Linked DNA regions of Mus musculus: region 1 is linked to region 2. The links are chromatin contacts, called in public Hi-C maps. All regions are on one chromosome and are shown on one strand. Each heading gives the region's core, a stretch centred on a gene start, on an enhancer-like site or on the middle of the called end of the contact. The rest is flanking DNA. Distances are from core to core; before and after follow the strand shown. Region 1 has its middle 70 kb from the start of Gm19585. Region 2 has its middle 34 kb from the start of Gm19585.

What was found. A called contact is a pair of places that touch in the nucleus more often than the background predicts.
Region 1: a contact with region 2 is called in a Hi-C map of B cells, with 2.9 times the contacts expected there. The contact joins two enhancer-like sites. A contact is called at or near these places in 1 of 15 datasets of contacts at CTCF or cohesin (CD8 T cells), 15 of 484 Hi-C or Micro-C datasets (B cells, CD4 T cells, CD8 T cells and 8 more) and 5 of 115 datasets of contacts at active chromatin or transcription factors (CD8 T cells, bone marrow-derived dendritic cells, double positive thymocytes and 2 more).

The regions. Positions count from the first base shown.
Region 1 is chr17:52,077,440-52,080,994 of GRCm38.p6, reverse strand. No RefSeq gene overlaps it. Among named protein-coding and RNA genes, the nearest start is that of Gm19585, 70 kb to the left of the region's middle. Within about 2 kb of position 1,449, at least 30 of the 459 cell types and tissues checked have an H3K27ac peak or open chromatin away from gene starts, as enhancers often do. A contact at or near this core is called in B cells, CD8 T cells, Th1 cells and 3 more, where this site is marked.
Region 2 is chr17:52,181,186-52,184,503 of GRCm38.p6, reverse strand. No RefSeq gene overlaps it. Among named protein-coding and RNA genes, the nearest start is that of Gm19585, 34 kb to the right of the region's middle. Within about 2 kb of position 1,578, at least 20 of the 459 cell types and tissues checked have an H3K27ac peak or open chromatin away from gene starts, as enhancers often do. A contact at or near this core is called in B cells, CD8 T cells, Th1 cells and 3 more, where this site is marked.

The DNA.
Region 1 (3,555 bases), core at 200-2,699, 100 kb after region 2:
AGGCAATATGGAGTAAAAAATGGCAACAGCTCAGTGAGAGAGAGATGAAAGTAGAAGAGGGTGGGACAAACAGAGCAGGGTGGCAGCTCTATATTCCGAGACCATAAACAAGAACCACTAGGAAAATTCACTAGCAGCTATCCTTTCCACAGACACCCAGAAATAAAACAGGGCTGACCAAAATCTCACGTCACCAAAGAAGAAAGCTCAGTGCTTTCCAGGGACTGAGTCCCACCTTTTCCTTTGTCCCTATGTCTGACTCTTGGTAGGTTGTCCACTATGAAAATTAAACTGAAAGACAGGTCATTTCATGCCCAGCCACTTGGCTATTTGGGCTTAGTTATATTTCCAAAGCTACCCAGATTAGACCCTTTCCCTGATTTCTGTGATTACATCTTGTATGTTGATGGCTGTAGGTTTGTTTTCCTAACTGAGAAGATGTTCTCCCTTCAAGTCTTCTCTTACACATAGTCAAAGGTGCATGTGGCCCTGTTCTCCCAGGAATTTGTCCTTCTCCCTACTTTCTCCCCTTTTTCCATCCATCATGGCATCCAAATCTTCTCTTTCTCTCTTTTCCTAATTTAAAAACTAAGGGAAGAAATTCTGAGGTGAAGCCTCTCCAGGATCAGCTCAACAGGAAAGTATCCTAAGTGTGTGTGTGTGTGTGTGTGTGTGTGTGTGTGTGTGTGTGTCTGTGAGGGAGGGTGCAGGGTAAAGGACTGTGGGGGAGGGGCTGTGCCCCCTCTAATCTGAGAAGATCAGAGGACAACACTGTGAAGTTGATTCTCTACGTCTACCTTTACAAGAGGCTCCAGCGATAGAATTCAAATGGCCAGGTGTGTGAGTGATGCACTTTAACCTGCACAGCCAGACCACCGGCCCAAGAAATCCTACCTCTGAGGTTTTCCCAAAGCTGCTCACTGCAGAGATCAATAGCTTTTCATGACAGTCACTGGACATTTACCACCTTGAGTTTATGCCAGTTGCATTTCTATCCCAACAGAGGACAATTACCCTAGAGTCACAGATGAGGAAGGATCATCACTGCCTATCACAGATCACAGGCAAGGACGTACTTTTGCCCAGTATGGATCCTGGATACTAGGAAAAGAATGGACATCACAAGTAAGGAAGGATCATAGTCCATCACACTAGGAAGAGAGTGCTAGGAAGGAGGACTCTGAGTTTCTCCCTACAATATGACTAATGTGGTTTCTAGGTCCAAATGTGGACTGCCTTAACTTTAATGGCATCCATCTGAGCACGACAAAGTCACTCAACAGACGCTGGCTACATATAGATCTATGTGCTAATCCACAGGAGATTCTCAGAGCAATCTCATGAAATAGGGGTCAAGGCACAAAGGAGAAACATCTTAGCCTTGGTACTTGTGGCCGATTTGTGAAGAGAAACCAACCCGGAAGCTAAGGCTTTTAGAAAAGAAAGCTCAAGAAGCCACGGCAGAAGCACAAGTGTCATTTGAGAAAGGGGAAGCACTCCAGGCTTCGTGAGGAGTGCTAGGTCACGGTTCTGTGCCCTGAACAAAGGAACAAGGTTGGCACTGAGACTCAGCTTACCCTCCTTGGCAAATGCAAAGCATCCTGTGTACCTCTACCTATGTGTGACACCTTCCCCGAGTCCCCTCAATCACATCTGGGGCAGTCTCAGTATGGAGGTGGATTTTTGGCTGGTTTTCTTGAGTGAAAAGAACCTATCCTGTATCCTTAATTCTCATTTACTCCTTGCACATGGTTGTGGTGATCGTGTGTGGCCCAGAAGAAAAGAGAATCACCACAATAAAGCTCTCAATTGGTGGATTAAATAAAATGTTTTATCATTGATTTCTAAATTACTAAACTACGTTGAGATGTTGCCAGTATCTATTTAATAGAACTGCCAAAAAAACATTTAATTTTTTCATATAAAACACACCCAGAAAACTGAACAAATTTCATCAAAATGTTTAAATGCCAGAAATGATTCCAATCTAATAAAACATTAAGGCCTTGCGTTGTCTGTATTGTGTACACGGCAGACCTCCATAAACGACACGGCTGGAACCTGCTTTTTAATTCTTTTGCACAAAAGCACCAATTTAGGTCCTGCTGGGAAACCTTTCGAGGGATCACTCTGTAAATAAAGCAAACCAATTTCTTAAAATACAGTTAGCCACAAGCAGTTCCTGCAGGTCTGCAAGGAATCTCTGCTGATCAGCCGCCCAGGCGGCCTGGGCCATCAGCTGGTGAGACAGAATCTGTTGGTATCTGCTGCTTCCCTGACTGACAGCCGTGTGCAATCACAGAGGCATGTAGAGACACATCAGACAGCATGCACACAGAAACAAGCAGCGGGAGGGGAGGGTTTTGGATCCCAGATGGACGTTGGCATGGAACACTTTGAAACTGCCATCTCCCAGAGCCTGGCCATTTTTTTTTCCGCTCCCAGCACTCAGTCTACAAAGCGAAGGCTATAAAATGGGAAAGAAGTATTGACTTTTATGGGGCTCATCAGATCCCCTAGGCGTAATGTTCCTGGCCTATGTTCTGGAATATTTTTAAATATTTATTTTATTTTTAGTTATGTGTACATGTGTACGTGGGGGGGGGGGGAGATGTAAGTCCCCATGAAAGCCTGAAGAGGATATTGATCCCATGGAGCTGGAGTTACAGTCAGTGGTGAGCCCTTAGACATGGGTCGTGGGATTCAAACTTAGGACCTGTGCAAGAACAGTCAGTATGCACTCTTAACCACTGTGCCTTCTCTCCAAACTTCGCCCTTTGATCTAACCCCCTGCCTTACAGTAAGATGTTGATTTTAGCACCAGAAGAAAACAAAACCTCAAGCCGAAGGCCCTGCACAAGGCAAAATTAAAATACGCATGAGTCACACCAATCCTACTCTTCCTCCATTTCTACTTGGGAGAACAGAAGGTGCCCTTCACCTTGGCAGCCTCATTATAATAGAAATCCATTTTATTCAAAAGTAAACCCCAGAGAAAGCCAGGTTCAGCAGACCAGAGACTTCATGCCTCATTTTTCTAGTCTGTTTTATGGACAGTGGGAATAGAAGGGTAGATAGAAAGTTTAAGAATATGGCCAGCCTCACAAGAGACAGCTACATCTGGGTCCTTTCGATAAAATCTTGCTAGTGTATGCAATGGTGTCAGTGTTTGGATGCTGATTATGGGGTGGATCCCTGGGTATGGCAGTCTCTACATGGTCCATCCTTTCATCTCAGCTCCAAACTTTGTCTCTGTAACTCCTTCCAAGGGTGTTTTGTTCCCACTTCTAAGGAGGGGCATAGTGTCCACGCTTCAGTCTTCATTTTTCTTGAGTTTCATGTGTAGCTGTCTCTTGTGAGACTATGCCGGGGCCTAGCAAACACAGAAGTGGATGCTCACAGTCAGCTAATGGATGGATCACAGGGCTCCCAATGGAGGAGCTAGAGAAAGTAGCCAAGGAGCTAAAGGGATCTGCAACCCTATAGGTGGAACAACATTATGAACTAACCAGTACCCCGGAGCTCTTGTCTTTAGCTGCATATGTATCAAAAGAT
Region 2 (3,318 bases), core at 329-2,828:
GACCATTGTACTCATGAGCTCACAGAAGCTGTGGTCACCTCAGCAAGATCTGCACAAGATCAAGCTAGGCAGCATCCCAAGATAGGGGTAGGTCAGAGGATATGAGTCCCCAGCCTCTGCTGTGGAGATATTAACAGGTGATAGTTGCTAGGAGTCAAGAGTCAATTTTCTTCTAGGCTATAGATGCTGGTCAGTCAATACCACATTCCAGTGGGTGGTCCCATATCTGTGCAAATACAGGCAGCATGAACTGTATTCTGAGGCTTATGACAAATAATAACAGCAAAAAACAGAAGAATGAAGTTAGGGGGAGGAGAGTGGTCAGGGGTAGGGCTGATTAAAATATATTATGTGCATGCATAAATCTTTGAAAGAATTAATCAAAATACTATATTTAAATTTAAAATTAATTCTGCCCCTCCCAGCTCTCTCTACCCAAGTGTTTGCTAAGGTGCCACATCCTGTACATGGACTTGGTTTTTCTCCTTCTTTCTACCATGCATGTAATCAACAAGCAAATGTACACCATGTTTTCAAATATCTACAATCACATCTTAGTGCTTTTACTGTTACTAATCCAGTCCAGTTTTCTCTCACCTTGGTCATCTCCCAACTCACCTACATCTCTGTGTTTGTCTCATGTGCTATCTTCCCAGTTCAGCAATTAGAATGGCACAGAATGAGTCTAAACTGTCCACCTTCTTCTCTAAAGCCTCTGATGGAAGCATTTATTACTTAGGACTGAGCACATTTAGCTTATGGAGATCCTCCTCTATCTCTGTCTCATTTCCTGTCTTTCAGCCTCTCTCTGTCTCTGTCTCTGTCTCTGTCTCTCTTTCTCCCTCTCCCTCTCCCTCCCTCTCTCTCTCTCTCTCTCTCTCTCTCTGTCTCTCTGTCTTTCTACTCTCTGCTCTGATGTCTTCACTTCATAGCTGATAATGGTACCACTTTGGTTTCTAATTTTAACTGTCACCATTTGGTGAGAACCTTTTCTGCTTTGTAAGCCATTTATTATGCAATGCCTTCTTTGTAAACTAAAATACTCACAACAAAAACCTTTTTCAAATTCTTTTGATATATAATTACCAAGTACAGTTAATGAGATAATACAAACAAATTGTAGATAATTCTTTCCTCTTCCAAATATCTTGTGGAATCACCTTACTTGGCGTTATACTTTTCTTTCTTCGTGTCTCTTGGTGGCTGGTTGACTAGAGGAAGCAATATCCTTTGCGGTAACCCTGCAGATTATTTTCAAACACAGGCTTTTAAAAACAATTTTAATCTAATCAAAATGTAGTGATAGCCTGGAATTAAAATATGCAAGGAGAGGGTTTCCTAATGCTTTATTTCAGTGGGATGTGAAGTTAGAATTGTTAAGAAATGCAGAATGCTAATTAAGCAGAGTTTGCAAGCTGGGGATGAGAGGAAATAACCTGATGTGAACTCGACATCAACTTTCCTCATTAAAAGTTCACAGAAGCCAATGACCAGATGGCACAGGCTGTAAGGTCATGACCGTGAGGAGTCCTAAGGGGTTGCTCCCTTTAGTCATTCCATCAACCAGCAGGGGGAGACACAGAATGCTTCTTGCTACTCCAGAAACAACTCCCTGAACATGGGGACTTCATCAGGACTCTGTCCCTAACAGGTAGAACAAGTTGGTCCAGGCTGACTAAGCACTGCCCTCTAAATGCTTTTGGTTTCCTGGTTAGAGTTGAGTTTGCATTCAAGTGACTCCTTCGAAGGAAGAACTTGAGTGTATTTGATGGTTTACTTATACTAAATTATAGCATATATAGGTTCATACAAATTTACGTATCACATTCACATAAATACACTTAGTCTATGGTTGTAAAATATTTGTGGCTATGATTGGAATCCATCCAATTAAAAATTTGATTTTTTTCTATCTACTAATATTCACATGTAATTAGTCATAGCCCAAGAGTCAACTCTGTGGGAGATGACAAACAGAAATTTTTATAGGCCTGGAAGCAAAGTGTATTGAATATTTTAAATGTCTATGGTAATAAGGTAACCAGAGGATCTAAGCTTTGTGTTCAATCCCTCAAGAACCAGATAACTTTGCTTTCGTTTACTCAGCCATTCAATTTTGCACTTGCCCAAGATCTCTACCCCATGGCAGCTCCTCAACTAAGTAATAGAAACAATGGAATATCATGATATCTTGTATGTTGGCAAATGGATATTTAACAATGAGGCAGTCTCCTCCAAAAAGCACAACAAATATGAATGAGGTGATAATGTCCCTCAGATGGAGGAATAATTAACTTTGTCTGAAGTAGGCTTGTAGAGAGGGATAATGCCCAAGTGTGGCTTTAAGGACTAACCAAAAAGACTGAGAGACAAGATTGTAAAACAGATCATGAGAACAATATAACTGAGTGAGTCTCCTACATTTGAATTTCAAAAAGGAATCACATATGAGAGAGGCAAGGGGTGTGTGGATTGGGCATAGTAGAGACTAGCAGCCCAAGAATGGAGCAGACTCAGAATAAATCAAGAAAACTTGGCTCTAGTCAAGCAAGCAGCTGTTCAAAGTCAGATCGTTTTTCAGACTCCTCAGTGGGCACACCTGCTGAGAGATGCATCCTAAAGAAAACTGAAGGACCATGGGAACAAATCTAAACCCTAAACATCACAATGGGCATAACATATGGCCTCTTCCTTCAGGAAGGTTACCTCCAACATACTCACAGAAGAGGTTGAGCTGTGAAGTACTAGGTGGCATGGATTCTCAAAAAGTAAATGGTGCATTTAAGGACAATTTCAACTTTAAATTTATTTTTCCTACTCAACAATAATATTTCCTTCCCCAGGCTTTAATTCTAAATATTAAATATTGCACCATGGAAAGCCCTCCAAAAGACTTTCTTGACAAGCAATCTCTGAGACTTTCACATAGCTACAAAGGCAAAATAACTCCAAACAAATCCCTGGTTTCCTTTCCTCATTTGATTTCCTTGAGTAATGATTTTATTTAATGTTACAAACATTTCAGTAAGTCTTTGAGAATTCCATACAATATATTTTGATCATATCCATGACCTACTCTTCCACCAACTCATTCCAAATTGACCCACCTCACTATCTCACCTCCAACTGTGTGTGCATGTGCGTGTGCGTGTGAGTGTGTGTGTGTGTGTGTGTGTGTGTGTGTGTGTGTGTGTGTGTTTGCTTAAATAGCCCTTCAAGTCCAATTTGTATCCCTCATATATTCCTAGTTGTGGGGTCATTCACTGGAGCATGGTTGACCTGCTAGGGACTATCATCCTTAATGAAAACTGAATTTCT